Regions from separate parts of the Mus musculus genome. Here regions 2, 3, 4, 5, 6 and 7 are each linked to region 1. Evidence: chromatin contacts called from public HiChIP or PLAC-seq and promoter capture Hi-C data. All regions are on one chromosome and are shown on one strand. Each heading gives the region's core, a stretch centred on a gene start, on an enhancer-like site or on the middle of the called end of the contact. The rest is flanking DNA. Distances are from core to core; before and after follow the strand shown. Region 1 holds the start of Thy1 (thymus cell antigen 1, theta). Region 2 holds the start of Oaf (out at first homolog). Region 3 holds the start of D630033O11Rik (RIKEN cDNA D630033O11 gene). Region 4 overlaps Trim29 (tripartite motif-containing 29). Region 5 has its middle 7.1 kb from the start of Gm36799. Region 6 has its middle 39 kb from the start of Gm36855. Region 7 holds the start of Ddx6 (DEAD (Asp-Glu-Ala-Asp) box polypeptide 6).

Region 1 (4,390 bases), core at 1,209-3,708:
CCCTTCTCTTAGGGAGTGACACTGCCTAAGGTCCTTTGCCACTCAGAGAAAGCCAAGGAAGTGGGAGCCTATGTCCTGGGTGTGTGTCTGTGCTGTCCCTGAGCACCTCCCTGCTGGGTGACTTCATTACTTTCTTCTGGAACTTAAGACCTACAGAGCTCACACCTTTGATTCCAGCACTCAAGAGGCAGAGGCAGAGGCCAGAGGCCAGAGGGCAGAGGGCAGAGGCCAGAGGCCAGAGGGCAGAGGGCAGAAGGCAGAGGGCGGCAGAGAGGGGCAGAGAGGGGCAGAGAGGGGCAGAGAGGGGCAGAGAGAGGCAGAGAGAGGCAGAGAGAGAGGCAGAGAGGCAGAGAGGCAGAGAGGCAGAGGCAGGCAGATGGATTTCCAGGCCAGCCTGGTCTACAGAGTGAGTTCAAGAACAGCCAGGGCTACACAGACAGACACTCTCTTGAAAATACAATTTTTTTATTTGGTAAGCTATACATACCTTTTATTGTCTAATTGGTCTGACTGTATGCTTTAGGGGTGTTAAGCTCAGTCATATCGCTGTGTAGCCAGTCTCTGGAACTCATTCAGATCCATTAAACAAACAAAAACCCCAAATACCTCCCTCAAGCACTAGTTTGTTCAGAAGATGACCCCTAATGTCCAGGTCAGCCCTAGCATATAGTAGATACTCAAATACTTGCTTACTTATTTACTGACAGGGTTTCACTATGTTTCTTGGGTTGGCCTCAAACTCACGAAGCTGCCACCATTTCCTGAGTGGTGGCATTATAGGCATGTACCTCCACCCAACCTATTATTTTATTGAAACTGTATCTCCTCTCCCAATGTATCTCAGGATGTCCTGCCTCAGCTCCCTGAGAGCAGAGTAAAAGACATTTACCGGATAAATGAGGTTCTCCGAACCGTACACTCAAATAGGATTTTGATGGGGTCTAAGAAAATGGTAGGTATCCAGCATTATGCCCCAAGTGATAAGTCATGCAGAAAGCTTAACGGCTAGGGATGAGATCAGGCAAGCGAGGTGCCACAGAGGCCTGTATAAGACATGGGACATGAGTGAGAAGCACGGAGGCCAGAGATGCTTGCAAATGGCCAGCTCTTGAGTGTTCCTAGGGCTGCAGTTTTCTGGTCCTGTGTTCATTGCTGCCCTGCACAGGTTCTCTGCCTTCCCCACAGTGCCCTAGCTCAACACACCGGCAGGCTGTCTAGCCTGTCCTTGCCCAAGAGAGGCACAGTCTGCGAGTTCGCGAGCTCCACCTAGGCTAGGAACATCCTTTGCACAGGGCGGGCCACTCTGCCATTCTCTCTGCAGTTCAAGATCCATGGGGAAATAGACTAGGATTTCCGGATGGGCTATGGCAGTGAATGTCAGCCTGGGGTGGGGGGAGCTGCGACCAGGAGCCAGATCCCAAGGTTCTGTGGCAGAGAAAGGGGACTATTAATTAATTAATTAATTAATTTTAGAGACAAGGTCTCCTTAAGAAGCCTTGGTGAGCCTGGAACTCGTGATGTAGCCCAAGTTGATCTCAAACTCCTCCCGTCTGCTTCCGCCTCCTGATGGTTGTTGGGTGGCAAATGACTTGGATTTGATAACAGTGGGTTATGGAGGAGGGAGTGTGGGCTTGAGATTCAGGGGAGGGAAGGGGGAACACTAGAGAAAAGAATTGGGGCTGGGGCTGGAGAAGCCTGGCAGAACTAGATACAGGGGTAGCGTGATTTGGCAGAGGCGCAGCAGTGTTTTCGGCGCCCCGAATCTCATACCCAGCCCACCTAAGCCCACACCCAGACAAACTTTGCGCCCTTTCCCTGAGGCCCGGCTTGGCTAACCCCACCCTGATGCTATTTCCTCATTTTAATCTTCCTCTACCAGTTGAGATTCTCCCGCTCCCTCCCCCCTCCGCTCCCTCGCATCCTTTCTAGCTTTCCCCTCCCCCGCGCCTGCCACCCAGTCCCCTCCCGCAACATTGCGGTTTTCTTACCTGCGGTGCCCCGCACCCAGCCAGCCACGAGGTCACCCGCTGGGGACTCCCTCCAGTTTGCCACCCACCTCCTCCCTCTATTCGCACCACTAAAGCGATTTGAGCTTGGGGACCAAAGGCTGTCCTTGATGTCCTTCCTCATGGTTCTCCTCCGGCACCCACTCTTCGAAAGCGTCCGTTAGCAGGGAGAAAGCCCGTGACCCCGCACTGCCTTCCTCTCCCACCTCGACCTGGGAGCACCTTCTTTCCCCAGTTCCCGCGCCCCCATATAGGAGCGCCCTGGTATCCTTTCCCAAAACTGTAGCTGGGGAAGGCTTGCATCCTCGCCCTGCGGCGGTCCTTGCATGTGCGGGTCCCTCCCGTCGGCCTGCTCTCACCTGGACTCCCCTAGCTGCAGCCTCCTCCTGGTGCGCCAACGCCTCCAGTTGCTGCACCCAGCGCTGAAGCCCGCAGTTTTCACCAGGGGTGGGGAGAGAGGGGGGAGCAGGGAGGGACTCTAGATTCAGCCAATCGGAGGCTGAGGGAAAAGGATGGAGGGGGTGGGGTGGTCGGCGAGGGCTGACTGGAGGTGTTCCATTTGGGTGTCCGAAGTGGCTTGCTGCTACTAAAGAGGCACTCTCAGTCCTGTGATTGGGCTGACTCGCCCAGGGAAAAGACGGTTAGGGACCCTGGGGGTCGGGGTGGAGCAGTCTTCTACCCATACCCCGGGACGCTCTCCTTTTAAGGTTGTAACCCTTTCTTTGCTTGAACCTTCAGAAGCCTGGATAACCAGAGGGAGGCCCTCCAGCTTCCCCCATTCCTTTGCCTCTTGGCTGGAGATCTGCTCTTGAGCCTCCAGTGACAGGTTTTGGCTTTGGAGCCTGTTATATCAGCAAAGGGAATGGATTGGTTGTTTTCCATGTTTTCCATGCTACTGCAGCCCTTCGGAAGCAAGGCAAGGGGTGCATCTGCCTGGCTTGTTTCTGCTTCCCAGGCATCATGCCCACCTTCAGTTACTCAAAACACTTGGCCCTGTTAGGGAAACAGTGCATTCTGCTTGTAACTCCGGATCTTGAAGTCGCACCTATTTTCCTTCCTTCCTTCCTTCCTTCCTTCCTTCCTTCCTTCCTTCCTTCCTTCCTTCCTTCCTTCCTCCTGCCTGCCTGCCTGCCACTCTTTCTTTCTTTCTTCCTTTCTTTCTTTCTTTCTTTCTTTCTTTCTTTCTTTCTTTCTTTCTTTCTTTCTTTCTTTCTTTCTCTCTTTCTTTCAGATTTTCCACCAGGATTTTTCTGTGTAACTCTGGCTGTCCCAAAACTCTCTCCATAGTGCAGGCTGGTCTTGAACTCACAGAGATCCACCTGGCCCTGCCTCCTGAGTACTGGAGTTAAAAGCATGCACCACCACCTCCAGGTGAACTTGCACATTTTGGCCCAACCAGCTAGAATGTTCTCCCTTCTGTGAGTACAAGATGATCCCGTTCCGTCTCCAGACAAGGAAAGGAGGCATGCCTTCTAGCCAGCATTGCTGGGGTCATTACATCCATGGCCACTTACTAACTCCACTCCCATCCCAGCAGACTCAGCCCATCCACTCCTTGTTTCTTCATGGCTGGTTAGTAGTCAGGCTGACCAGTTGTAGGACTTGGGAACTCAAGAGCCCAGTGCTGAGCCACTCTACTCTTCAGCTAGTGGCTGAGAAAAGAGAGAACTCTCAGAATGGGGAAAGGCTGAGACCCGGTTTTGGGTCCTCAGGAATGATACCCCATCTACAGCATCAACTTGATGTCACCAAGAGGCTCTTTCTAAAACCTGTGCTAATGATTTTGTTTACAAATTATTTTTAAATGAAATTTAAAATTGTTTATACTATTTGTGTGTGTGTGTGTGAGCATGTGTTTGCAGAACAGATTTCCAGAGTTGGTTGGTCCTCTCCTACCACGTAGTTCGTGGGGACTGAACTCAGGCTGTCAGGCTTGCTGGTAGGCACCTTTACCCACTGAGCCATCTTGCTGGCTCCTGTACTTATGTTTTTTAAAGGCTAGTTTGGTTCCCGGTCTCTGAATTCTGGGTGGAGAGTCTTGTGGCCTGGCTCTGCCTCTCAGCCATCTGCCTGCCCAGTCTCCTGTTTCTTCATAGAAGTTGGCCCTGGCACGGTCACTGAAGCTTTCAATACAGTAAATGGCACTGTTGGAAGCCATCCCTGGGCCTGCAGATGCAATTTCAGTCCCCTCCCTTGGAGAGCTATGTGCTTCCCCAGTGCTGGAGACAATGGGACATTCTAACAGGAGTGGGGGCTATCTTTCTGGTAAGCCACTTTATGCAAAGTTCCCCGGGGCTTGGGTTCTAAGGAACAGGGGCCCTAAAGACCACCCCCTTCACAGATGAATCCCCTTTACAGCTTTACTGGGCGGGTTCTTAGAAATG
Region 2 (4,390 bases), core at 1,253-3,752, 800 kb after region 1:
GGAGCTCACGAGTTTAAAGACAGCCTGGGCTACATACACAGTGAGACCTTATCTCAAAGACAAAACCAAACCCCTAAAATGAATGGTAGCTGTGTGATTATTCTTGCTGTAGTGCAGAGGCTGAGGAGAACAGGGCATATAAAGGTCGGTAGGTGACTCAGAAACTCTTGCTGGGAAACCTGGATTTTTTTTTTCTCTCCAATCTTGAAGACCTGGTACAGTCACCAGAAAGAACTAGGGCCATGGTTGTGGCTCGTGGAAGAGGCGGCGTGTTCTCTATTGTTTTAAAAGACAGAGCAGGCTGGACAGTAGAGGCACACACCATTAATCCCAGCCCTCGGGAGGCAGAGGCAGATAGGTCTCTGTGGCCGGCCAGTTTGAGAAGCCTAGCCAGGGCTACATAGAGTAACCCTGTCTCGAAAAACAAAACAAAAACAAACAAACAAGAAGAGAGATTAGGTTGAAATGGAGAAGGACTATTCACAGGGAAGATGCATCTTCCATCTGTGTTTCCAAGCCACAAAGTCTGAAGAGAGAAATAGAGACTCTTCTTGGTTCTTGTTGGGGACTGGGGGTTGGGGGAGGTGGGTATCTTTGGACTCGGGGGAGGGTCCGGGGCCTGGGACAGAACCAGTGATGATGGATGGGACAGGACCCGAAACAGAGGAAGTTAGGAAATTTGGGTGAGGCCCCTAATGACTATGGAACTGACTCATGGGGGCACTCCCAGCTCGAAGGCCTCTTTGAGATCTAGCATCCTGTCAGGCAAGAGGCCAGCTCTGAGACCCCAGGCAATTCGGTGCTGCCAGCTCAGGCTCTAAGACCCCAAGGAAACAATCCAGTTATTGTCTGGCAGCCTGCCCCAACTCCCCAGAGTGAGGAAAAGATACTCCTCGAGCCAGGTGCTTCCCCATAAAGATGCTGTCAAGGACCAAGTGTCTACCAACCTCTGGCTTATCAAGCACCACACTGGACCTTGTTGCCAGGGCTGCCTCCCTGTCCTCTCCCAGAAAGTCTGAACCTATAGGCTTAAGGATCCTGGAAGCTGTGTCATAATGAATATCAAAGTGACAGTTGAAGTAGGGCAAATTTAGGAAGCCCCGAGTGAGATGGAGGACATCTTTTTTTAATTCTCATTTTTTTATTAGGTATTTTCCTCATTTACATTTTCAATGCTATCCCAAAAGTCTCCCATACCCTCCCACCCACCCACCCACCCCCACTTTTTGGCCCTGGCATTCCCCTGTACTGGGACATATGAAGTTTGCAAGTCCGATGGGCCTCTCTTTCCAGTGATGGCCGACTAGGCCATCTTTTGATACATATGCAGCTAGAGTCAAGAGCTCCGGGGGTACTGGTTAGTTGATAATGTTGTTCCACCTATAGGGTTGCAGATCCCTTCAGCTCCTTGGGTACTTTCTCTAGCTGATGGAGGACATCTTAAGTCCCCTTCAGTCCTATATGTGTTCCAAAGGACGGGCTCATGCTAGTTGGGGGTGGATCATGTGCTAGAGATCCCCTAGGAAGGAAAGATGAAGGGGGTGGAGTGGGGAGGCACAGTTTCAACCATCTGTCATCAAGACCCTAGAGACCACAGGGCACCTGGAACAAACAGAAGTGGCAATGGACAGGAGAAACAATGGTCCTGGCCATGCCCAGGGGGCCTTATCTCCAGGGACGCCCAACCCTCTGTGTTCACTAGCAGACAGTTAGGCTCAAACAATTTTCAAAGTATGCTTGTGTGTCACCAACCAGAGGGGAATCCTGCTCCCCAAGTCTTCACTCAGCTTATTGGAGTCTCTGGCACAGCAGGAGTGTCTTTTTGTGGCCCTTGATTGGTGCTTCCGTTATCGGAAAGAGCAGAGGCCCTGAGCGGTGGGCTGGGCTGGAGAAAGGCTGACTGAACACAGGAGAGAAAACTGAATAACGGCTCATAAAGTGTTAAGCTCCTTGATGGCCGCATCCAGATTGGCCGCCTCACTTACAAAAACAGCTCACACCTGATGGATGCACAGATGGCCCTCAACCCCTAATTGCACTCCCCGACCTAGGAAAAGACCAGAATGCTAGGTGAGGCCTGATTTTTTCCCCCAGCCGCTTTTGAGAAATTCGCTGTGTCAGAGAAACTAAAAGACTAAGCAAAACCTCTGAAAACCCAAGCCCGATTATTTCATCCACGTGGCACCAGAACAAGCCAGAGGGGTGTAGGGGGCGGGGGAGTCACCCGTCCCGCCCTTAATGGGAGGAAGGGATTTGCCCGGAGCGCAAACTCTGGACAAGGCCCGGCCGGTGACGGGGCGCGGCGGGAGGGAGGGATCCAGAGAAAGCCAGCCTAGACCACAAAGCGGCTGAGCCCCGTGGTCCCCAATCCCCGCCCCTCTCTGGGCCACTGCGGTCCCTTTAAGGGCCAAGAGGTGCGCGGTCTCTTTAAGGCAGGTCCTGGTGGTTTCTGTTTTCTGAAGGAAGTGACGGGGGGTGGGATTGAATGAAAAGTGCTGAACGGAGTCCGGAGCTCAGGAATCGGGGCGGCTAGGGGACACGCACGGGGGGCGCCGTCCGGGACTCGGGGTGCGTGGCTGTACGCGGCCCACGTGAATTCGCTGCACGTCGTGGGGAACCTCCGGGTTGAGTCTCCCCTCTAGAAGTAGGGGACTGCCGGGAATCCCCGAACCGGACCCCCAACTTCGAGCAAACTTTGTAGGCGCGTCTCCCCTCCCCCACGCGGCGCGCCGGGGGCCCCGGGGATGCGGCCCCCTGGCTGCCGCGACGTCCCCTCGGCGCGCCCCGCGCTGCCGCTGCTGCTGCTGCTGCTGTCGCCGCTGCTGCTTGGGGCGCTGCACGGCGTGGGCGCGGGCAGCGGCGCTCCGGCCGAGCTGCGGGTCCGAGTGAGACTGCCCGACAGCCAGGTGATCGAGGAGAGTCTACAGGCGGACAGCGACGCGGACAGCATCAGCCTTGATCTGCGCAAACCCGACGGCACTCTCATCTCCTTCATCGCGGATTTCAAGAAGGTGAGGTACCATCAAGAGTCCTGTCCCACCCACCACGGAGGGCGGGCAAGCTGTCGGGCGTCCCAGGAACCCTCAAGCCCGCAGAAGAGAAACGCAGTGCCGAAAGGGGAACGTGACATGCCCAAGGTCACCTCTCTAACTCGCTGCCCACTCTCTGGCACCCAGATCCCGGTCTTTATTCTCTTTCGTGAACCCCTCTAGCTTTTTTGTTGCTTGGCTCTGAGTAACCAAGGCCCTTCTCACGCACTGACCGGCTTCAAAGCCCGCTCCCTCCTCAGCACTCCAAGCTGACACTCCGACAAAAGTTCTTGTTAACAAGGCCTCCTTTCTTGCCACTGCCTCTGTGACTAAAGGGGAAATCCACAGGTGGCAAGAGGACCTTGGGCTCTCCCTGTTGTGTTGGTGTGAAGTTAGTTTCCCTTACTCCGCTGTTCTTTGGCAAGGAAGCGGTTTCAAGACCTCCAGCCTGGAGCACCATTCCGGGATCGCTTTCCCTGCAGAGCTGTCTGCCCTTGGTCCCTCCCAAGTCTGGTAGCAGCTCTCCTCTGTAACCTGAAGGGCTGAACTACTTGGGAGCCAGAGGACCTAGGCAGAGTTGGGGGAAGGGAGGAGAGAAAAGGGGAGGTTCCCCTCAGTTGGAAAGGGTGGTCGGTGTCTCCGCCCATGCCTGACAGGGGCTGGTGAAGTCCACAGTTTAGCTGCCCCCCTCCCGTCCCGTCTCTCTCTCTCTCTCTCTCTCTCTCTCTCTCTCTGTCTCTGTCTCTGTCTCTGTCTCTGTGTGGGTGTGGTGGTATGGAGAGAAGAAGAGATGTTAGAGTTATCCAGAAATGGAACTCCAGGGTGCTGAGTGACGGTGACCCAACAACAGAAATCTCTGAAAGAAAAGACAGTGAAATGCCACCCCAGTCATCCCAGGAGCCTAAGACAGGAGGAACACAAGTTCAAGGCTATACAGAGCTACAGAGTGAGACCTTATCTCATGGTTGGGGGGAGGAGAGTCTTCTAATCATCCACTCTCAGCTCTTCCCCCTAAAAGGAGGCATTGCACCCCTCTGTCTTTGGGAGAGGAACAGAAGTGACGAATATCCAGGACTAAATAGCCATCCCTCCTCTTCCCTCCTCTCCTCTCCCCTCCCCTCCATTCCAAAACTGAGAGTTATTTGGAGACCTTGGAGGGAGAGGGGGCAGAATTTGGGCAGCCAGCTAGGGATCCTGTGAGACTGTCATGAGCATCAGAGGTACCAGGGAGATCCAGTGTTGGGTAGAGTAGAGGTGAGCCTGGACTGATGTTCTAGCCCAGGCCCAGGGAGTCATCCTGACCAAGGACTTAGCAGAATGGTAGCCCGTGCTTGCCACACAGGCCCAAACTGGGTTCTTAC
Region 3 (4,390 bases), core at 567-3,066, 780 kb after region 1:
ACAGACCTCCCAGGATTTTTCCAAAGGAAATGTGGAAATATTTTGGTGTCTGATCTGGGCAGCAGGGAAGAGTGGGGATGGGGCTTGAGACTGATGCTTCCAACCTGAGGGGCTGAGGAGGCTCCCACGAACCAGAGCCCAGAAGGCTCTGATGGCTTCCAGAGCACAGAAGGCTCTCATGGCTTCCAGCTCTACCGCCTCACTGGAGCCTCAACCCACTTTAAGAAAAGAGACCCAGCAGCTCTCCCAATCCCTCATCCCCTCATCCTCTCTACCTCCACCTCTGGACCTCCCCTCCACCCCACCCCTCCACCCCCTCCCAAACTCAGGATGAGCAGCTCTGCCCTTCTCTCTCTGTTCTCCACAGCACAGGCTGGAAGGCATCAGGCTCCAGGATGCAGCCTGAGCCCCCGCCCCAACTGCACACACTACCAACCCCCACCCCCACCCACTGCACACACACTCAACCCACCACACACACGCACACTGCACACACCACCAAGCCACCCTCCATACATGCTGCACACACACACACTGCACATACTGCACCCACACACACACACACACTGCACACACCGCCAACCCATCCCCCATACATGCTGCACACACACACACACACACACACACACACACACACACACACACACACACGCACGCACGCACGCACCACCAAACCCTACCCCACCCACACCCTCATTTTCTTTCTCATTTCAGTTAAGAGCCCTCATAGCCACCATGCGCATGCCCCCAGACATGCCAAGCCTTTTGTTATTGCTACACAAGTTGTTTGTGCTCACAAACCACACAAATTGCAGCTAACAGATGGCTCCATGGGTCAAGGACTTGTCACCAAGCCTGATGACCTGAGTTCAAGCCCTGGAACCCACGTGATGGAAGAGGAGACTGAACGTTGTGCTTGTGTGCTCTCTGTCTCTCTGTCTCTCTCTCTGTGTCTCTCTGTCTCTGTCTCTGTCTCTCTCTCTCTCTCTCTCTCACACACACAACATAGTAATTATTTTTAATTGCAAAAAATAGAACATAGCGTTTTAACTAAGTTTACAATTTGGGGGCTAGGCTGCATTCAGCTATCCTGTTGGTCAGAAGTTATTAAAAAAAGAATAACCCAGCCGGGCGTGGTGGCGCATGCCTTTAATCCCAGCACTTGGGAGGCAGAGGCAGGCAGATTTCTGAGTTCAAGGCCAGCCTGGTCTACAGAGTGAGTTCCAGGACAGCCAGGGCTACACAGAGAAACCCTGTCTCGAAAAACAAACAAACAAAACAACAACAACAACAACAAAAAGAATAACCCTTCAGCCTGAACCTGGTCCCTGGGCAGCTCTGTCACCTTGGGTAAAGCTTAATTCCACGTCTCACACCACAATCTCCTCATCTGTGAAGCAGAGAAAAACCAATCCATTTTCTGCTCACTGTGTTAGTGGGAAGTGGGACCCGAGAGGCCAGTGCTTAGAATTCGGAGGCTTTTCCTTCTCAGCGACCAGGGACCAATTCTCCCATGGTGGATCCAGATGACCATCAATCGCTTGTTCACTAAGACTCTTTCAAACTCTGCGTTTGGCTGCACTTGCTCCCTGGAGCCTTCCCCCTCAGTAGGCAGGGACAGAGGTTAGGACTCACCAGACACCCAGGGCAGGAAGGGCTCAAGTCATAAGTTCCATATGGGACTGTGCAAGAGGTGACACCGATGCCGTGGTGCAGACAGGAAGCTGCGCCTCCTTCACTCTGTTCCTTATTTTCATTATTTTCTTTATTTTCATTCATTTACCTGCTTCACTGGAACTGCTCCGAGAGCCATGACTCTATGCCAGACACTGCACTAGGCATTGGGAATTCAGATGATAGTGTGAATACAGGTGCAGTTACGTTCACAGCCTCCTGGAGGAAAATGACAGGTTCCCACACTGTGTGAGCCGTGCTGAGACAGCAGGAGCACTGGATGCCACTGTGAGGCACAGAGGTTAGCCTGCACCCAGCGAGGTGGGACAGGTCTCCCCTCAGACACTACAGGAGTCTTGCTGAGATGAGGGAAAAACACAGCAGTTTCTTGGTACCCCACAGCTTAGAGGGTGGCACGAGGAAAATACACCCGACAGAGAGGTTCCAGGGTAGGATAATTAATATTTTGCTAAGTGGGAAAATACAAGTTGTGATGCTCACACGCACGCGTGCGCGCACACACACACATACACACACAAAGCTCAGAGAAAGCAAACTGGGATTCTTCTCACAGAAATTAAAAAGAAGGGAGAGAGAGAGAGAGCAGTTAGAAGCAGTTACAGGCAATTCTGTGGCTGAAAGAGCATTCCCTACAAGATGAGGCCCACTCTACTACCGAGCCACACACTACCACCGTCTTAGGGTTTTTATTGCTGTGCAGAGACATCATGGCCACAGCAACTCTTAAAAAAGAAAACATTTAATTGGGGCTGGCTTATGATTTCAGAGTCCATTATTGTCATGGCGCAAGCATGCAAGCATGTAGGCAGACATGGTGCTAGGAATTCTATATCTGGATCTGCAGGCAGCAGGAGAGAGAGAACGTTTGGGCGTCTTCATTAGGGTTTTATCTCTGTGAATAGATGCCATGACCACAGCAACTCTTATAAAGGAAAACATTTAGTTGGGGCTGGCTGAGGGTTGGTCTGTCCTCATCATGGTGGAAAGCAGGGCAGCATAGAGGCAGCCTTAATGCTAGAGAAGTAACCAAGAATTCTACACCTGGATCTGTAGGCAGAAGGGAGAGAAGGGTGCAGACACTGGGCCTGCCTGGAGCATTTGAAGCCCACTTCCTCCGATAAGTCCACACCAATCCAACAAGGCCACAGCACTTAATCTTTTCAAATAGCACCACTCCCTAGAATCTATGGGATCATTTTCATTTAAACCACTACAACCACCAAGCTACCCCACCATACTACCACTGTGCCACCCTACTTCATAGCAGTAGCTACAAGACAAGAGATTCCCAATTGTCCATTCAGTAGGTAGGAAACCTACTTCTAGACACCTACCTCCTCCCCCAGAGTCTTACATTCCCGGGGAAATTGGCAGATCTCAAATTCATCTCCCCATCTGGAAGCTCCAATTTAATAGAAATAGGTAAAGGGTTAATATTAGCTAGGGGTGTAGCTCAGTTAGGAGAGAGCTTGCCTACCATTATGAATTTCCGATTCCTTCCCCAGCAACCTGTAAATCAGGCATGTTTAGACCACACCTCTAGTCCCACATCTAGAGAGGTAGGGCAGGGGGATCAGAAGTTAGGGTCATCCTTGACTCTACAGCAAGTTCAAGGGAGTTATTTTTTGTGAACTGTAGATATAAGTATAAAATATCCAAGGGACAGGTAAAGCCGAGCATGCCGTCATTCAAAGAGACCTGAGAGTGTCTCAAGGGAGCACTTAGTAGGTCCACCAGAACCAAAGTGATATCAGCTAATTTTGCTTCCAAACTCCTTCTAGATGTCCTTCCAGGCCCACCATTCCTCAGCAGGAGGTGTCTAGAGTTGGGCTTCTTCTCATAGAGAATATGTCAAGGGTAGAACTGCATTGTGGTGTAGAAGCACATAGTTTCAGGGAGTCCTCTTCACACTGCGGTCTCCAGAGTACGCTGGAGACAGACCTGAGGGAGAAGCCTGTGACTCTGGCTGCTAACTTTAAACTTGCCTTGACCAGACCAGAAGAACTGTTGTTCCTTAGTTGCGTGGAGACCAGAGGGCACTAATTAACCAAAAAAATCAATGGTATGTAGGGTTATAGGGTCTCGAGTCTGCTCTGCCACAGGGCTCAGCAGCTCGGGGAGGTGGGACTCGGGGAGTCAATCCCATTCTCCCCAACCTTCCCACCCCTTACCCCCCACTCCCCCACTCCCCCACCCTCCACTTACCCCACGCTGTCGCTGTTGCTGGGTTGGTGTCAGGCTATGGGGAAACCAAGGGACACCGCTCCAAGGGTGGGGAGGCACGGTGTGAGGTGCGGGACAGCTGGAGATAGTTTGGGGGTCCCCGGGCCTCTGGCTCTCAGGCTCTCAAACACCCAGGCAGCGTTGGATGCTGTGGAAGAGCTGAGAATAGAGTGGGGGCTGATGGCTGGATCTAGCCCAGGGCCTGGGGTAGGGTGATGGGGAGGGGGAAGCTCCAGCTAGTCCCGCTGGGAGAGTCCTTGGCTTGGCTTGGCTTGGTGGCAGCCATGGCTGGGAGCACAGAGAGGCCTACAGGCTCTGTAGGCAAAGGCCTTCTCCATGGCTCCCTACAGCGGATCCTGATGAAAAGAGGCAGTCCTTGGTTTTAAGGCATGTATTGTCATGGCATAAAGTAGATGACTAAAACTATACCCCACTTTTCAGGGTGGGGCTGAGGTTAAACACCTTTTGCAGG
Region 4 (4,390 bases), core at 542-3,041, 710 kb after region 1:
GTAGAAGTCAGGCGTAGGCAAGGCCAGGGCAGGAGGGTCTTCAGCCCAGACTCCGGCTAAACCATTGATTCATAGAAGACAAAACTAAGGCCCCAGAAGGAAAACAGGGCATTGACAAAAAGTTACAGGGCTGCTCTAATAGAGCAGAGCCTGGAGCCAGGTCTCTCTAACCCTCAGGTCCATTCCAGGGCCCCCAAAGAAGTCCACCATGCTTTGGGTAAGGTGAATAGGCGAGAACTTGTCTTTCAGAAAGGCTGGGTCAATAGTGTATGGATTGCAGGCCAGTGAACAATGTTGCTGTCTGAGAGCTGTCTGAGGGGCAGGGGGCGTGAGTGGGGTGCTCATTTCCATCCCTCCCTAGTTAGGGTCACCACATGTGAGAGTCACAAGGACTATGAGATCACCCAAACTGCAGAATTCATGTTAGAAATGGGGAAACTGAGGCATGGAAGATCGACTCACACAATATCACATAGGAAGCTGGTGCTGGCTGGGGCCTAGGCACAAGGCAGCCTGGCTCTCAGGCCTCCTACTGCACTGGCCTCTATCCTCCCAACACTAGGTGTCACAGTAGGACAGCACAGCCTTGTCCTGCTGGAGCCTCCGAGGCTGGAGAGCCAGGAAGGTGCATAGGAGGGAGAGGGATAACTCTCTCCCATTATCTGTTTCCCACAGTCCTGCTGCTTCAACGCCCTTGGGCCCAGCTCCGCATTACATGCAATCGCTTAGCTCTTCTCGCCCACAAATTAAAGACTTTTTTCAATTAAACCAGCCCCAGCCGCTCTTTGTAGAACAGAGTAAATCTCGTGCTCTGACCTCAAAATGCAAAAGCAGCTGAAGGGAGGGCTCTGACCCCCATCCCCCACCCCCATCTCAACAAAACCCTGGTGTTACCTGCATGGCTCACTGGATGACCTCTCAGGACCTAGCAAGCTGTTGAGAGGGAAGCATTAGGGGAAATGAAGCCTCCAGGGTGGCAGTCTGTGATCAATGCTATTCCCAGGCACGGATAAGACTGTCGGTCCACAAGGGGGGGGGGGGCACTTCGTCTCATCATCACGTTATAAGGATGAAGAGAAGGCCTGGAGAGATGGCTCGCTGGTTAAGAGCACAGACTGCTCTTCCAGTGGTCCTGAGTTCAATTCCCAGCAACCACATGGTGGCTCACAACCATCTATAATGGGATTTGGTGCCCTCTTCTGGTGTCTCTGAAGACAGTGACAGTGTACCCATAAATACAAGAATGAAGAGAGTCTTGAAAAGGGTCTGTGGTTCTGAGATGCCAGCAGATAGTCTCCGTCCCTCGGCCACATCCTCCCTCCAGTGCTGCTTTCTAATAGCCCCAGCTTAGAGTTATTAGAGAGTAAATTCTAAATATACCTTTCTAGCTTTCTAGCTCCCCGGCCCCCATACACACACCATCACCCCTAATGGCCTCAATGCTGTCAGAAATAGAAAGTAGCCCTAGGAGTGACACCCATCACAATCACATGCCTCTTGGTGACCAAGCCACCATCGATACTCAGTGATCACTTGCAAATACAAACATAGGATGCGTGTGTTACAGGTTCTAAACTGAGATCAAAGGCAGTGTGCAGTTACTGGTCCCCTGCCTGTAAGTCCATTTCTCTATCTTTGCTACATGTTGGTGTAAGGGTCACTGCTGCCTCCTATGCTCCCAGCATGGCCCAGAAAAGTCACTCTTGTCAAACAGACTCAGGAAGCCTGCTCAGTTGCCAGGTCCCTGGACATGCCTATGTTTGGCAACTCTCCCGGTACGCCGTACTCACCAGCAGAGTCTGCTTGCCAGATTTCCAAGTCTGAGGCTGGGCCTTGGGAACTTGGCTCCGGAGGAGGGAGGGAAAGCCTGGGAAGACAAAATGTTCCAGTTAGGAGGAGCCCTGGATGGCAATCAGGAAGCCCCATAGATGGAGCAGCTTCAATGCCTGCCCCAAAGTGACCCCCAAGCATCATCCAGCCCAAGGCCAAGTTCAGCCACCTGCAGAGGTGTGCAGCAGCTGGGGCAGTGCAGTTGCCAACTGGACATCCTGAGAGGCAAAGGAAGGAGACAGCAAGACAGACAGAAGAAGGAGGAGCCAGTCAGATGGATGAGGCCAGACAGCAGGAGAACGTTGTCTCCCTGTCTAGGTCTGCACTGTGCTGCCAGGATCACCACCCACTGGCCCAGAGGGCTTAACAACCATAGACCTGTCCCTTTGCCAGAGTCCAGGACAGTCATTCAGTCAGTCAGCAGCCCCTGCCAACACTGCCCAGAAGGAGGGACTCCTGGCTCTGCTGTGAGGGTCATTTATTGAGCTCCACTTGTGCCAAGCATCATGTGAGTGTCTGCCCCTGTTTGGTCCTTTCTTTTAGCTCAGCAGTTTGCCCGCAGCAAGGAGCTATCAGAACTAGAAACCAAGGCTAGCCAGACTCCAAATCCATCATTCCACTCCTTCTGCCTGGCTCTGGTTGTCTCACATCTCACCAGCAGCAGACCAGGAACCCACAGAAGGTCAGCCATTGGCCAGTGTGACTGTCACTCAAGGCTAAGACAGCCATCCCAAGGTCCCAGCAGGTGGCTCTCAGTACTTGATGAGAAGGGGGTAGCCAGAGTAAGTCTGCCTGCCTCCCCACCCTCCTTCTTAGCCCAGGCACTCTATAAAGGGCTTGACTGGGAGACGCAATGGAAAGCCTGCTCGGCAGCAGGGCAGATCACCCATGACTTGGAGAATGAGATGCTAGAGAGGTTCTCAGGGTCAGTATTTGGCAGCCACGATCCAGCGAGGCTGTGGCTGCATGCAGTGGGCCCTACCACCTGCAGAACTTCCCACTGCACTGAGCAAGAACCCCTGGAGCTGTCCCTGCACCTAGGGTGGAAGCTGCCAGAGAAAGAGAAGATTCTATGGATCCTGGGTGACAATGAAAACTGGAAGTTGAGACCTGGCCTCTCTCTTTCCAGAAAGAAAAACCCATACCAGCCATAAGAGCTAAGGGGACAGGGTGGCCCAGGAGACCAGCCTTGGCAGCAGACAGAAGTCCAAAGAGAGAGAGCCAGGATGGTGGGGACAGGGGACATGCATATCTCTCTCTCTCTCTCTCTCTTTCTCTCTCTCTCTCTCTCTCTCTCTCTCTGGAACAGGACCCAGGACTCCCTAGCAGTGGCAGAGATCCCCCCACAGCATGGCCCACCTGCCCTTCTATGACAGAGGAAGGGGAGGGATGGGGAGCAGGCAGGTACCCGGATTGTTTTTAAACAGCCCACTGCGGTCCAGGGGCTTGGAAAACTCTGCAGTGGCCTGTCCCAGGGTTGTGAACTGATAGGGGGTTTTCCCAGTGCCTGCTGGGAGAGAGAGAGGTGTTAGCAGTGGCATGGGTACAGGCTTCCAGGAGGCTGAGGCTCTAACACCTCTCTGGGGCCCTGTGCTCCCCCTGTGGACTGGGCAGAGGGTGTGGGAGGAGGGGTTCTCAGAACTGCGGGCTATGCTGGCACACAGGGCAACTTGGCTAGGCCATCTCTAGTCAGCTTGAAGGTGCCTGCCATGAACTCGCTGGAAGTGAGAAGCCCTTCCAAGGAGGGCCTCAGCAGGAGGCTGTACATAGTCTGATGGGAAATGTCGGAGCCAGCCAGAGCCGGAGCTAAGAGCTGTAGCCCTCCGCACCATGTGACCTTCAGGCTAGAAGGAGTAAGTAAGCACATGCTGGGAGCCAGCCTGCCACAGAGTCCCACAGTGTCCCCAGTCTGCCTCAGAGACCCACAGTGTCCCACGCCTGACCCAGATACTGGACTTCCCCAGGGTCTCTGAACCCTAGCCTGAACTGGACCACAAGGTGATGAAGCCACTGTTTGCTGGAGGAGAGGGGAGGTACAGGGAGGGACAGTGTCCCTCTCCATCCCAGAGACAAGCCTCTGCTCCTTCTGGGATAAGTGTCTGGGCGTAGTGAGAAGGGAAAGCCCTCCTCATCACAGGGCTAAGGCCTAGAGACAGACAGGAGGGCCCTGACCTACTCTGACCTACTATACGCTCAGGATGACCTAACCCCAGGGAATAGGAGATGCAGCCCGTTCAACTTGCTCAAGACCCCCAGGGATACAGTAGGTAGGTGAGGGCCAAGTATAGCAAAAGAGGGTTAGGCCTGAGAGGCCTGATCGCTCCTTCAGGCTGCTACAAGATGTCTATACAGGAAGTTGGGGGCTGCTACATGACCTGGGGTCTAGTCAGCTGCTGGGAGTCACTGAGCAAACAGAGGTAAATCAGCTCCATAGCAGAGAGTCTGGTGAAGCAGCCCAAAAGAAGCATCTGGGCCAGGAGGGGTAGAGAGGCAGAGTGAGTACTCTCCTGCTGTCCCAGCCCATCTTTAGGACCCCGGTATGTGTGTTACCCCTAAGAAA
Region 5 (4,390 bases), core at 1,315-3,814, 690 kb after region 1:
ACACGCGTGTGTTGCATACAAAGCAATATATATAACAGCACACTTTGAAGTTTAAGGTGTAGTAAGGTAGCTTGTTCAAATCTTGGCAAATAATGAAACAATGAAGCCCCGCTTACCACATTTGCCACTTTTGTGCCGTCGCTATTCCCACCCTGGCCAACTGAGAGCCACTGAACAGACCAAACATCGGCTTGGGAATGAGCACATCGCTGTGTGCCCTTATATAGACGTTCCACCAGGCAGAACACAATACATATAAATAACCTCAAGAGCATAGAAAATAGTAAAACGGAGTGAAATAATTAGAAAGTAATGAGTTCTGAGTATTTATTGCCTTTGTGTTTAATACAACTTGTTTAATTGTAACTTATATAATTTAGTTTGTACTGGTAGCTGGGTTGAAAACTAGCTTTCAAAATGACTGAAAGTTTAACCCTTGACTCTCGCAACCATGCAGAAACCAGAGCAGGGTCAAGCCCTAACTCTGTGGCATTCAGAGAACCCCCATCCTGCTGACTGATGTCAGGAAGCTACTTCTGGCCAGAATGAAGAAACTGGGGATTCAAGGGGTAAGATGAGTTACCCGACGCACCAAGCAGCTGCATTCTGGGCTGCAAGAGTGGGCTCAGGATGTGATGACTAGGGGGAAGGGGGCAGCTAGGGCTGCAGAGAGGATCTGATGCAACTCCTGGATGTGGGGTGCTCCACCCCACACCCACATTGATACTTCAATACCCCCTCCCAGATCCTAGTGGATCTCTGTGGAGGTGGGTATACGTGGGGAAGTGTTATGGTTAAGTCTATGACTGTGGCGGATGAACAAATTAGCCACCAAAGACATGCCAATTGCATACCAATCAGGTAAATAGATTTGTCCACACAGGCGTCCTAGACCACAGCTCACATGCTGATTCCACCACTGAATGGGTAGCTCATAGCTCCTCAGCCTACCGGTGAACACAGTGTGATGTCTCTCTCCCAGGAAGCAAGAATTTGAAATTCAGTCCAACTCAGCCTTGGGCACCAAGGAGAAGATGCTGGTTCAGTGAGCGGAAGCCCCGAGACAAACAGGACCAGTGTGGTGATGAAGCCAGAGAGGAAATGTGGATCAGCAGTGGCTTTGCAATAAGTGCCATAGGTCACCATCATGGCCGTAGGAGCATCGGAGTCCAGACTCCAAGCCCAGAATGTTGTCTGGAAGGCCAGAACCTCAGCAGCTCTTTGTTTTTCTAAAGAAAGCAACTGAGGCTGGAGAGATGGTTCAGTGGTTAGGAGTATTGGCTATTCTTTCAAGCCTGGTTCAATTCCCAGCACCCACATTCGCAGCTGTCTGAAACTCTAGTTCTAGGGTGTCTGACACAGTCTCACAGACATACATGCAGGCAAAACACCAATGCACATTGTGTGTGTGTGTGTGTGCGTGCGTGCGTGCGTGCGTGCGTGTGTGTGTGTGTGTGTGTGTGTGTGTGTGTGTGTGTTTATGTACATAAATGAAAAAATTTTTTAAAGTGGAGAGTAGCGCTCCTTCCCTTGGTCCTATACAGAGTCCCATGATGTCTTAACGCCAGGGCCACTGAGCCCACCCCCACCCCCATCTGGTATCATGCCTAAGTCATTATCATTCTGAACAGTATTAATAGAAAAGCTGGCGTGGATATGGGAGCACGCCTGCCCCCGGGGTGTGGTAGAACAACTAATGTTCTGTGACGCCTCACAGCATGGAGACCACGCGTATACATTTTCCTCATTTGTTCCCACAACAGAGTAGCCTAGGTAAGGCAGCGCTTCCCTCTGCTTCCCTCTTCTTTGTTTTACAAACCAGGACTTCCATGCTGAGGGAGGCAAAAGGGTCTGCCCAGGCCACAGAGCCAGGCGCCAAGGGATAAGAACTTGAACCGATCTTGTTTCCACACCCCACCCTTTCTCTTCTCAGGACCTACTCTCAGGAGCTGAGCAAGAATTGGGCTGGATCCCGGGGAGGTGAGAAGAGGAATGGGGTTTGTCATAAAGCTCCAGCAGTGTGGCCTTGGCTCCCCTGGACTGTGGGGCTCGTGTGACAGGCAGGAGCCACCTCCATGGGCTGCTAGGGGACATTCGAGGAAGAGGAGAACAGGAGGCTAAAGCGTCCAGCACAGAAAGTGACAGTTTATCAGTTTATGGTCCCAGAGGTTCCAGAGAAAGAATAAGGGGTGGGTTACAGGAGGGGGCGGGACTATATCTTGTTTGTCACTCCAGAGGCAGGAGGTGGACACATCGACAACCCTCCCAAACCACTCTGACTTTACAGATCAGAAGTGATTTCTCCCCCCCCACCCCCACACACACCAGATCCCCTCTCTCCCCCATAGCACCTGGAGCTTCTTTCGGGGTGGGAGTTGGGGTGCTGGACTCAGTCAGGAAGTGCAAGGGAACTTACAGCCCAAGCAACTGACCTGATGCCTTGGTGGGGGGAGGGGGGTTTGCCACCTGGAGGCAGTGAGCTCTCATGGCCTCAGCCTTGGAGCTGGCCCTGCGTTGTACTTTTCCCCTGAGCGGTGACTGGGGAGGAAATGCGGTCTCTGTGGTGAATGCTATCTGATAAACCTCCAAACCTGCCACAGTTTCTTTAGCAGCACAGTGGGGTTACAGGTGGGTAGAATGGGGTGTCTGTCTGGGTAAATACACCGCCCTCCCTTTCCAGGGAGACCAGAACAAGCTCCAAGTGCCAGCTGTTTCTCCTTCTCATGAAGGTTACCAGGGTGAGCTCTTCCCAGCAGCAGGACTGGCAGAGTGGCAGGGAGGTGGGGTGGCGGGTGGTAACAGGAGTATTCAGAGGCGTCTCCTGTCCTCCAAAGCAAGTGTCCCTCCCTGCCTATGGCTCCCAAACTTCCGACATCACCACGTTCATTCTGAGACTGTCCATATACCCAGCCTCCCTCATGTACCATTTGTCCCTCGGAGTCACCTGAGCCCTTGATGCATATGGTCATCATGAGGCCCTCAGAAACGGACTTCAGCACAGGGCAGGTTGACATGCTAAGGCTCGAGACTAGGAGGGGTCCACTGCTAAGGAGTGTCATGTCACCTGGGTCCTGTGTTTTGATTTCACCCAGCTGTGCCTGTGTGCATTTAGATTAATCCCGTTAGCTGGCAGGAGCAGAGCTACCGCTGTTTATCAAGAGTGCTTGTGTGATTCAGCCTGATATGCAGCCATCTTCCTGAGCGCCACAGAACACTGCAGAGCGCCAGGCCCTTCATCTCTCCCCGGCCTCAGGAAGAGGCGGAGGGGTCGTGAAGAGATGACTGGACCCCCAACTCTGCCCTCCTCACAGACCTGAGCATCCACTGCCTTCCTCCCCTGCTGTCTTCCTCAGCCCCTGCCAGAGCCACACTGTTATCATATCCAAAAGACTCCTAGGTCTGAGAGGTGCTGAGAGGACCCTGCCTCCTGCCTTGGAGGAGCTCATAGTATCTGTCCATGTCTAGAGGTATGTCCTGCTGGTGAAATCAGCCATTGTTGATGGTGTTCTTGGAAGCATTCCACTCTGTAGTGTTTCCAGGATCCAGCAGTGAGGATAGTCTGGTGACATACAGTCAGAGCAGGGTCTCATCTTGACTTCGTGTCCTTTGAAAAGGTACCACACATATGGCCCCTCATTTCTTCATCTGATAATTGGGATAATCGATCCCTCATCCATTTATAGGGTAAATCCAAAGGCCAAAGCCAACAGAATTGGTTCCTGTCTGTCATTTTGCACTTAAATGTGTGTGTGTGTGTGTGTGTGTGTGTGTGTGTGTGTATCCCAAGCTGACTTCAAATTCAGTATAAAACCAAGGATGGCCTTAACCTGTCTCTGCTGAGATTATAAATATACATCACAGTGCCTGGTTTATGGAGTACTGGGATCAAACACAAGACTTTGTACATAATGATCAAACATTCTGTCAATGTAACTACATGTCCAGCCCTTTGTGAAGGACAGGATTTTGCTATGTAGACAAGGTTAGCCCCAAACATGCAGCAAACTTTTTGCCTGTTCCTACTGAGGGCTGGGATGACAGGCATACACCACCGCACACAGCCTTTATTTGTATTCTTGCTATGTGCTTTACAGCCAGCAGTGGGGTCTGGCACCCTCAGACACCTCTGGTAGGAAGATTGAGGCTAGGGGGTCGGCAACCATCCAAGGCCAAGCTTGGCTCCACTGACTCCAAGCCCATCACACATGGTCAATCTTTGGGAGACCTAGGATCATGTATAGCCATCTGCACAACATCAAAATGATGTGATAGCCTCTACACGGAGACAGTGGAGTGGGACAGAATACCGACCTCCACTAAAACTGACCAGAGAGATTTTTCAGTGGATACCTTCTTGACAGAGACAATGGATGCTAGCAACAGGTCTGAG
Region 6 (4,390 bases), core at 1,040-3,539, 560 kb after region 1:
AACCAGCAACCAACAACCAACAACAACCAACAGCCAGCAACTCGAAGCCAACAGCAGCAGCAGCCATCTACAGCAGGAGGAACAGCAAGCTCTATACTCCTCTCAGAGCTCTTGCATCTATATACCCTCCCTCCCAAGAGTCCCCAGAATTCCACATCTCATACATTTGTCAAAACTATCTGCAGCTGGCAAACTCATGCCCCTCCCAGAGCATGAGGCAAATCAGTCTGCTGTTGTGGACAATCTGAAGCAGCCCCATATCCCACACCTTGGGATTGAAATATATTCCCATAACATTCCTATGTTTTTAAAGAGACCCAAATTCTCATTACACTTGTTTATGTGCCTCAAACATTCAAGTACAAATGGGACTGAAGAAATGGCTCAATCCATCAGCAAGTAGAAGAGCCAAGTTGTATTCCCAGCATGTTCTACCCAGCCAACGACTGTCTGTAACTTCCAGCTTCAGTGGATCCAGCGCCCTCTTCTGGTCTCTGTGGACACTGCATGCACAGGGTGCACATACATACATACATACATACATACATACATACATACAGGCAGAACACTCAGACACATAAAATACAGGGTGCACATACATACATACAGGCAGAAATCTCAGACAGATAAAATACAGGGTGCACATACATACATACAGGCAGAACACTCAGACACATAAAATACAGGGTGCACATACATACATACAGGCAGAATACTCAGACACATGAAATAAAAAAATCTTTAAAAAATTTCAGGTACTGAAATCTTGCTCCACAAGATGATAATACTATGAGACCTTCAAGAATCTCCTTAATGGCATTAGTGCCACTAGGAAAGCGATCTGAGAGAAACCCTTTACCCCTTCCACTATGTGAAGACACAATTGTCATCTATGAGTCAGGAATGAGGCTCCCACCGTGGGACACTGAATCTGCCAGTTTCTGACCCTGGACTTCCCAATCTTCAAAACTATGAGAACGATACTCTGATTTCTGAGTTACCCACTCCGTGGTATTTTGTCACCACAGCCCCAGTAGACAAAGACAAACACTAACCCTGATGTATAGAACCACACATGTCAGGTGTTTGGGAGCCAGACTGTCACACTGGGTTGTTACACTGATAATAATGTCTGGGGAGCTTGCCTTCCCAGGGCAGTCGTGGAGCTAACTAGAATCAGGTTGGCAGCTGGTGTGTGCTGGCAGTCTGAGAGTGTGTGGGCAGAAAGGGGGCAGCCTGATGTCTTTTCTGGAAACCAGACCATTGTCACAGACTCTACAGTAGTCCAGTGTTCCCTTCCTCTCCCCCTGCTCATGGGGAGTAAGAAAACCTGGGCACTGTGAGGGGTGACAACCTCAAAGTTTCCTCAAATCTCTCTTGTTGAAACACAAGGCTGTGCTATACTCACGAGTCCTCTATAACACAAGGCCACTCCAGTCTCCCTGGGAAGAGAGGATACCTCCTCTAGAAGGGTCCAGGCCGCCTGACAGGAGAGCAAGGCTTCAGCCTGGCTTCCCATTAAATCCACTGCTGCTGACCAGCCTCAAAACACCTGCACCTTGCCTTCCTGCCACAGCAAAATGACACAGACCACATGTGGAGGACCTTCGAAAATAAATAGCTGACATAGAAGTGTGTGATCCAGGACTGCCCTTTGGGATTCCCTTATGACACATGTCCTGAAGTCTGCACGGGAACTGAAGACCAGGGCTCCACTCCAAATGCGTCACTGAATCTGCAGCCCAGCCCAGATCTCCTCTTTGCCTTCAGCTGTCTTCTGGGCCTCTCTCTGTTTTTCTGACTGCAGGACTGACATCTGTACTACAGGGATGCCCTGGGAGGGTAGAATCCACCATGTGTGAGGATCCAGGGGCCTTGGCAAGCTCCTCCCAGTACTGAGGAGCTGAGCGACTAGAGAAGCTGAGCCAACCTATAGCAAGGTGTACTAGAAGCAGGGGAGGGCTGTGATGAATTGTTTCGGTCCCTTCAGAGCTGTGACTGCCAGATGTGAAGCCTTGCTAGGTCTCACTCCTGTTCTCCAAGCCCTGCCTATCCAGATGCCTCCGATGGCCAGGGCTGGGGAGAGAGAAGAGACGTCAGAGCCATAGAGAAGACAGCAGCAGCGGTAGTGCGTTTCATCTCTGAGACAGTCTCATCCTTCCATGGGGGAAAATGGCCCAAGCATTTACTCTTCTCTGAATGTTTGTTGAGCTCAACATGCAGGCCCAGTGGGAAACCATGTAATAGAACATTGTCTTCCAAGTTCTGAGCTGTCTCCCAGGACTCCAGAAGGCCAGTGTGGCTGCCTGCCCAGCAAGAGCCCTGCACAGCTTTCTGCAGTACTGTTACATCCTCACCGTTTAGGATCCGCTTGCTTTTCAGACAGTGGACAAACAGCTCAGACAGAAATGCTTTGCTGTGAGAGGGTGCTGGGTCTGGATTAAGGATTCCAGGTTCTAGTTTCCCTTGCACTGTGTCTCAGCAATTTCATATCTGCAAAGAGAGATGAGCAATGTCTGCTCTGCTTGCTATGGGAACAAATGAAACGGAAGTTACCAGATTGGTTTAAACAGGGACAAAATGATGTAATTATGGAATACAGTGTTGGGCATTCTCTGATGCCTACAGGAAGCTGCTATGGTCATCTTTATAGGACCACTAGGCAGTGGGTCACCATCCAGGACCTGTGACACCTGTGTCACTTAGGAGGAGCACAATGCTATAGGATGGCTTAGTTTTGTTTGGTTGGGTTTTTTAACATAAAAATACTCAAATACAAACCCCAATATACAGTGTTGAGAATAATCTAATAATTATTCTCAGGGCACTCTCCCTCCTAATGAACTTACACTCAATTTCAGACCTTGGGTCCCAGGTTTTGCAGCAAGGACAGCCTAGACTCCCAGCCTCTTTTCCCAGAGAGGAGGCTGACGCTATCCTGTCTTGTTTGTTAGGTAGTAAATTCCGAACTTACTCCTTGATGAGTTTTTCCAGCTGGGAAGACTGTGTGAGCTCCTGGGGCTAGAGCCAGCTTTGATGTCTCTGGTTCTGTCCCCACACAGGGTAAGATTGGCTTCAGCATCTCTTTGTTTGGGCATAGACACCTCTCCTGAGGGATGTATCCTGTAAGTGGTTTGATCTCAAGGCTGGCACATGGTCGAGCTGTCACAGCTGCAGCTGCCTTGGCCACACACCCCCATACCCCAATTAGGAGTTTTCCAGCCACTTAACTCCACCATGGGCTAGGAGCCAAAATGAACAGTCTCTTGTGGGTCCTTAGAGCTCTCCTCCTTCCCCACCGCTCTGGCTGACTGTCACTCAGTAGCAGAAGGTAGGAGTCAGGGACAAGATGACAGGCCCCAGGCACTTCCTCCCCCAACTCTACCTCCCTTGTCACAAGAGCAGCATGTCCCTTCAGGAAGAAACCTCTGGGACTCTAGGTGACAGGGTTTTTAGTTGGCATTTGTGCAGGGTTACCCAGCATAGAGGAACAACGGCCACATGATGCTGCAGACAGCAAAACTCAGCTAAGAGTCAAAATGCCTGAGGAGACTTCCCAACCCAGCCCCACCCAAGGTCCAGTGGCCATATGCCCAGGCCTTGGATTACAAGCTTTAGTAGTTACTGTCTGGCTCTAGACAAGGTAGTTACTACCCTCTCTGAGCCTTGGTGTTACTGTCTGAAAAAGAGATAAAAGAATGTGCTGTGCCCACCCTGTTGTTGGATAAGGACTTAATGAGCATGGTAATAAAAGTTGAGTTAGCCAAGTGCTTGGTAAACAGTAGGTACTTACCAAGTGAAGCTATCATCATTATTCAGTCGGTCTGTGTTTAGCAGCCTCCTATCACTGTGGCAAACACTCGAGGTAACAATCGAGACATAAAAATAGGTTTAATTTGACTACCACATTGGAAGGTTTCAGTCCAGGTCAGTTGGCTCCGTGCTCTCTGGCTTAAGAGCTCAGGTAGAGCTTTTAACATAGAGCAGGTTCCCCAGGAGGGAAAGTGCCCTGGGATTAATCACTAGACAGTTTTCATGGCTCGAGGTAGAATGTTCTGGAAGGCATGGATGGAGGCAAAACTCCTCACCTCTTGGTCAAAAGTGAAGAAAAGGATAAAGGAGCAGGAACCCCCACATCCACTTGAAAAGGAGGGCCAAACACCTCACTGTGACAAAGTACCGAGGCAAACAACTTGCACAGGGGAGAGGTTAATTTTGGCTCATGCTCTCAGAGGTCTCAGCTCAGGGTCTGGACTGAATGCCATGTGGGAGCAAATGGTGAAGAAACTGCTCCCCTCAGGGTGTCAGGGAGACAGAAAGGGGCTGGAGGGAAGCAGAGACCCAACAGTCCCTTCAGGGACGCCTCTTCATACACTTACCTTGAAGGTAG
Region 7 (4,390 bases), core at 1,190-3,689, 560 kb before region 1:
TGTAATAACAGTTTATGAGGCTCTCCAAAATGAAGAGATAAATAAGTCCTGCTCAATAATATGAGTCCTTTATTGCAGTTCAGGCAAGCACCTGTAAGTCTCTCAACGGTGAGCAGCAGTAGTTAACTTGCTTTCATGCACCGAATCAACTTTTTTTTTTAAAGCCCTCTAACAAGCTTGAATTATATCTGAATTCACTCACTTCAATCTGAAACAAAGAAAAAATTAAATTAGCAGACAACAAAGTTGGGGGAAAATTGTTCCCTTTTAAAGAGCTCCTTTAGAATGCTCACCTTCTAGAGAACCACTAACAGCCACACTCAGGCCAAATCACTACTTGAGATAAGAAAGACACATCGAAGAACTGCCTTAAAAAACCCAATCTACAAAAAAAAAAAAAAAAAAAAAAAAAAATCTAACCTCAAACATTTAAAATTCCAAGATCAAAGAAACTTAGAGAAAGTGAGGCAGAAAGATACTATTGATAAAATTCAAATTCACTCTCAAATAACAATCTGTTCTCCAATCGCCCCTGATGAATTCGAAGTCCTGCCACCTTTAAAAGTCATTACGTTTAATTGCATTAAGACTTGAAATATCACTCAATTTACTTAATGTACATCTAGATTTGACCAAGACAAGTTATTAACTTTTTTTCTATTTCTGACAGAAACCAAAAACCTTAAAACGAGAAGACTTTTCAAAAAAAAAGTTGAAAGCTGTTAGTGCTGCCTTTTAATACAACACTTTTCAAAATAAAGTTCAAAGGTGGGGGCGGGGAGTCCTGTAGTTAAGGGGGAAAGAAATACCAGAGAGTTAAACTTACAGGTTTAATAAAATTCTCCCAAATCACCTAGAATACAGCGTCTAATTAACAGTTATTTTAAGAAAGAGTTGGTCAACCTCCTCTACTTTAAATTGTTCCCCAAATGGAATTCTCAAAATTTGGTAAATAAAATATTACTAAGGACTTGTAAGTATAAGTCCAACTCCTTCAGTTTTATTTTGTAACCCCCTTACATTTCACTGGCACCCGAAACACTAGCTTAATTAGTACTGGTTATCTTTGCCTCAAACCAAGTATCCCAAATCCATAATTTAGAAGTCAAAAGATATCTCAAGTTAAATACATCAACTTGCTCACAAATGCTTCTATCACATTAAATTGTTTATTTGTTATCTCAATAGGTATTTTCTGTATTGACAGCATACGATCAACAGTATCAGGTCCGTCAAACAGGAAGGCTTACTGTTTGTACAGCACTAAGAGGATGAAGGGGGCAACCTCTGAATCCTAACCGACACCATCAGTACTGTCAATCAAGCACAGTAAAACCTCCTAGCGCCTTAAACCCAGAGACTTCGATAACTGCTCCCTCCAGAAACGGATACCTGCACTGCAGCTTTATGGCTCAGTGGGAAATTTTTCGTCCTACCCCTTCCCAATTTAGATTTGCAAGTTATATTCCTAAAACAAAACCACGAAGGAACATAAGACTTAGTTGGGAGGAGCCCCTGGCAGAGTTAATTACAGCAGGGCCCAGACCGTGGTTAGCAATTGACAGTTTTCACACCTAAAACAGTCCCATAAGCTCCAACAAGGGCTTTTGTTTGCAAATACAGGGCGATTTCTATACGCCTCAACAGGAAGTAGGAGTGATTGGGGTTCTTACGAAGGTAAAGGGGGGCTATGGCGAAGGGAAAACCCTAAGCCAAGAATCGGAGTCCGGTAACCGTAAGGCAATAATTCCTCGCCCCCTCCCCCAACTTCCCTCGCTTCAAACCCAGCTCCCTCGGATCAAAAAGCAAAAGGGTTTCTGCCCTGCAATCCTATCTGCGCCACAAGAGCCGGAACCAGCTCTGCGAGTGGGAAACAATAGGGACTCCCCCCCCTCAGAAGGCCCGGAAGAGAACCCCGAAACTGGACCGCCTCTCCTCCCCTCTTACGCCGCCGAGTCTCCCCCAAACCCTCTGTCCCCACCAACCTGCAAGGCCTACTTGCAAGCGAGCAGCCGCGGCTCCTCTCCCAGCCGAGTCCCCGGCCAGCACAGCCCTGCCACCCCCCGCAGGGCTGCCCTGCCTCGCACTCCCAACCTCACTCGGGTGTCCCGGCCGGTGTTCCGTCCCCGCTCCCGTCTACCGCACCGCTCGTCCAGAGCTCCCCGCCGCTCCTCCTCCATACCCCGCACACGCCACATTCCTCGGTTCCACTCCTCTCCGCCGCCCCCGCTCTTCTCAGCGGCCACCCGCCCGTCCTCCCGGGCCAGGCCTGGGCCTCGGGCTTCTGCCCGAAGGGGGCTCCCTGATACCCTCAGGATCCTGCCGACCCCGACCACGCCGCCTCACCCCACGCCCCGCGGCTCGGGCCCGAGTCCTACCACCGAGGCCACTCCCGCTCCGCACCCTCGGTCCTTTATTGTTGACTCGAAGCTCCCAAAATGGCGGCGGCTCCTTCCTCCTCGGAAACCTCCGCCCGCCCCCACCCGGCCCCTCGCCGCGACGCCCGCCGCCCCGCCCCGCCCCCGCCGCGACGCTCGCTGCCCGCGCAGCTCGCCGCCGCCGCCGCCGCCGCCACCCCGCACTACCTCGGCCGGCGCCCGCTGTGCCGGCGCCCCCGATGTCGCCGCCGCCGGGCTGAGCTGACTCTGCTGCTCTGCCCCCTCCCTCGCCCGCCGCCGTCGCCTCCCTCCCTCCTTCCCAGCCGCTCCGCATGGCGGCGGCCGCGGCTCCTCCTCCTCCACACAAGATGGCGAGAGCTCGGCCGCTGCAGCTGCAGCCGCCGCGGCGTCACGGCTTCCTGGGCGCGGCGGGCGAGGGTCGGGAGAGACCGGCCTTTGACGGGGCCGAGCTCAGGGAAACACGGGGTTGCTTTCGGGACGGAGGGACGGACGGATGGACGGACGGGCGAGAGGGCTTGCCTGCAGAGCTGACGAGACCGCTGGGGAAATGAATGGCGGTGGCCGAGGACTGTCGCCCTTGCCTTCGTTCGTCCCTTCGGAGCTGGGCTGACGGGTCCCGGGCCGGAGGGGACGTCTGCTGACTGCTGACCTCGGACACACTCGGAGGGCAGCCTGCGCGGGTCCGGAAGCTGAGCTGGGATGGCCGGGAGGACGCTGCGAGGCCAGGGCGTGCAGAAAAGTGGGGCCTTTGGGGCCGATGCTGTCTGAGAGGGAGCGGGAAGGGGCACCGGGGGAAGCAGTGAGCCGGGAGCGCGCCCTCGGTCGTGGGCTATCAAACCCGGAGTGCAGGCGAGGTGACCCTTTGCTCCTGCCCGCAGTGGCACTCTTCTAGAAAGAAGGGCGGATCGCCTCTACCAGTGAGGGCTCGCTGTGCAAATGGGAGACCCGTAGATTCTCCTGCCTGACCCTTACTGCAGATATTTGTGCGTTTGTTTCTATGATTCTCGGATCCTGATGTCTTATCCTTAACCTAGAAAGTCGTCTTGTTCCAAGCAAAACAAACTTTTTTGTTTGTTAAGTAAAAATCGAGCTGGGCCGGAGAAAGTTAAAAACTCGCGTCTTACGCTGCTGGAGGGCTGGAAATACTGACAGTGGTTAAACCCTTTGGGACAGTGCGATTCCTTACTAAACACCGACGTTAGGGAATCCTGGACAGTCAGTACTTAGTCACTGACTTGCAGCTTCCATATTTTTACCGCTGCTTCCAACTTGAGACCAATCAGAGAAAGCCAAATATGCTCTCTAAACCAATGACTCCCTGCTTCCAGCCCTCCTGCTTCTTAGCTAGCAACATCCAATCAGAATAAGTCTGAAGCCCCCCCCCCCCTTTTAAACCGCTGCGCTCTCCTGTTTTTTGTTTTTTGTTTTTTACTTGAGAGCCCAAGTCTACCAAACTCCAGTGCATGCTTGCCATAGCAAGCACAGAGTAGAATAATAGCCAGTTGTCATTTGTGCCACCACACCCAGCACTCTTAATGTATTATGATGATGGTGATGCTTTTTGCAATTCTGAGTTTAAAGCATTTTTATCTCCCACCCAGATTTTAAAATAGCTACTCCTGCAAGGGAATAGGCCCATACCTTGTGTTCACTCTGGAGAGAAGCTAAGTGATCTCTTAGGAAAAGCTATGAGGCTTTGTTTGCCCCTTTTGCTTGCTTGGTTGGTTTTAAGACAATTTCTCTGTGTAGCTCTGGCTGTCCTGGAACTCACTCTGTATAGTCCAGGCTGTCCTCGAGCTCATAGGGACACCTGCCTCTGCCTCCTAAGTGCATTCGCCACCAACCCCTGACCTAAAAATTGTTTTTATTTCTCTTAAAGTTTATTTTATTTGATGTGTATGGGGACCTGTATATCTGTTTACCATGTGTGCCTGGGAACTGAGGAGGCCGGAAGGGGTCCTCTGATCCCTTGGAGCTGGAGTAACATGATT

The links. Promoter capture Hi-C pulls out the DNA fragments that hold promoters and counts their contacts. HiChIP or PLAC-seq counts read pairs in DNA pulled down with a chosen protein or histone mark. Capture Hi-C pulls out chosen DNA fragments and counts their contacts.
Region 2: a contact with region 1 is called in an H3K4me3 HiChIP or PLAC-seq map of craniofacial prominence, with 5 times the contacts expected there. The contact joins the promoter of Oaf here to the promoter of Thy1 in region 1. A contact is called at or near these places in 3 of 39 promoter capture datasets (embryonic stem cells and neural stem cells) and 5 of 115 datasets of contacts at active chromatin or transcription factors (the NIH/3T3 cell line, the SCID.adh cell line, craniofacial prominence and 2 more).
Region 3: a contact with region 1 is called in a promoter capture Hi-C map of embryonic stem cells, with 3 times the contacts expected there. The contact joins the promoter of D630033O11Rik here to the promoter of Thy1 in region 1. A contact is called at or near these places in 6 of 39 promoter capture datasets (the 3T3-L1 cell line, embryonic stem cells, hippocampal neurons and 2 more) and 2 of 115 datasets of contacts at active chromatin or transcription factors (embryonic stem cells and forebrain).
Region 4: an H3K4me3 HiChIP or PLAC-seq map of forebrain shows a contact between it and region 1, with 4 times the contacts expected there. The contact joins the enhancer-like site here to the promoter of Thy1 in region 1. A contact is called at or near these places in 4 of 39 promoter capture datasets (frontonasal cranial neural crest, hippocampal neurons, liver and 1 more), 4 of 484 Hi-C or Micro-C datasets (the G1E-ER4 cell line, cortical neurons and embryonic stem cells), 5 of 115 datasets of contacts at active chromatin or transcription factors (SST interneurons, astrocytes, embryonic stem cells and 1 more) and 3 of 9 other capture datasets (embryonic stem cells, liver and pancreatic islet).
Region 5: a contact with region 1 is called in an H3K4me3 HiChIP or PLAC-seq map of the SCID.adh cell line, with 6 times the contacts expected there. The contact joins the enhancer-like site here to the promoter of Thy1 in region 1. A contact is called at or near these places in 4 of 39 promoter capture datasets (embryonic stem cells, frontonasal cranial neural crest, hippocampal neurons and 1 more), 2 of 484 Hi-C or Micro-C datasets (the G1E-ER4 cell line and embryonic stem cells), 3 of 115 datasets of contacts at active chromatin or transcription factors (the SCID.adh cell line, embryonic stem cells and forebrain) and 4 of 9 other capture datasets (adipose tissue, embryonic stem cells, liver and 1 more).
Region 6: a contact with region 1 is called in a promoter capture Hi-C map of hippocampal neurons, with 3 times the contacts expected there. The contact joins the enhancer-like site here to the promoter of Thy1 in region 1. A contact is called at or near these places in 5 of 39 promoter capture datasets (embryonic stem cells, hippocampal neurons, liver and 1 more), 1 of 115 datasets of contacts at active chromatin or transcription factors (fibro-adipogenic progenitors) and 2 of 9 other capture datasets (embryonic stem cells and pancreatic islet).
Region 7: a contact with region 1 is called in a promoter capture Hi-C map of adipose tissue. The contact joins the promoter of Ddx6 here to the promoter of Thy1 in region 1. A contact is called at or near these places in 1 of 115 datasets of contacts at active chromatin or transcription factors (memory CD8 T cells) and 1 of 9 other capture datasets (adipose tissue).

Annotation. Positions count from the first base shown.
Region 1 is chr9:44,041,452-44,045,841 of GRCm38.p6, reverse strand. Thy1 (thymus cell antigen 1, theta) reads right to left here and starts at 2,458. Exons shown (of 4, transcript NM_009382.3): 1 at 2,366-2,458. Gm39323 (a long non-coding RNA gene) reads left to right here and starts at 3,658. Exons shown (of 3, transcript XR_870686.2): 1 at 3,658-4,390.
Region 2 is chr9:43,237,928-43,242,317 of GRCm38.p6, reverse strand. It overlaps Oaf (out at first homolog), which reads left to right and starts at 2,502. Exons shown (of 4, transcript NM_178644.3): 1 at 2,502-3,011. The coding sequence starts at 2,745.
Region 3 is chr9:43,257,305-43,261,694 of GRCm38.p6, reverse strand. D630033O11Rik (RIKEN cDNA D630033O11 gene) reads right to left here and starts at 1,816. Exons shown (of 3, transcript NR_168927.1): 1 at 1,636-1,816.
Region 4 is chr9:43,329,787-43,334,176 of GRCm38.p6, reverse strand. It overlaps Trim29 (tripartite motif-containing 29), which reads right to left. Exons shown (of 9, transcript NM_023655.2): 8 at 1,791-1,867. Among named protein-coding and RNA genes, the nearest start is that of Trim29, 21 kb to the right of the region's middle. Within about 2 kb of position 1,791, at least 37 of the 459 cell types and tissues checked have an H3K27ac peak or open chromatin away from gene starts, as enhancers often do. A contact at or near this core is called in astrocytes, cortical neurons and forebrain, where this site is marked.
Region 5 is chr9:43,348,450-43,352,839 of GRCm38.p6, reverse strand. No RefSeq gene overlaps it. Among named protein-coding and RNA genes, the nearest start is that of Gm36799, 7.1 kb to the left of the region's middle. Within about 2 kb of position 2,564, at least 12 of the 459 cell types and tissues checked have an H3K27ac peak or open chromatin away from gene starts, as enhancers often do. A contact at or near this core is called in the SCID.adh cell line, where this site is marked.
Region 6 is chr9:43,480,195-43,484,584 of GRCm38.p6, reverse strand. No RefSeq gene overlaps it. Among named protein-coding and RNA genes, the nearest start is that of Gm36855, 39 kb to the left of the region's middle. Within about 2 kb of position 2,289, at least 43 of the 459 cell types and tissues checked have an H3K27ac peak or open chromatin away from gene starts, as enhancers often do. A contact at or near this core is called in fibro-adipogenic progenitors and hippocampal neurons, where this site is marked.
Region 7 is chr9:44,602,941-44,607,330 of GRCm38.p6, reverse strand. Ddx6 (DEAD (Asp-Glu-Ala-Asp) box polypeptide 6) reads right to left here and starts at 2,439. Exons shown (of 14, transcript NM_181324.3): 1 at 2,379-2,439; 2 at 1-208.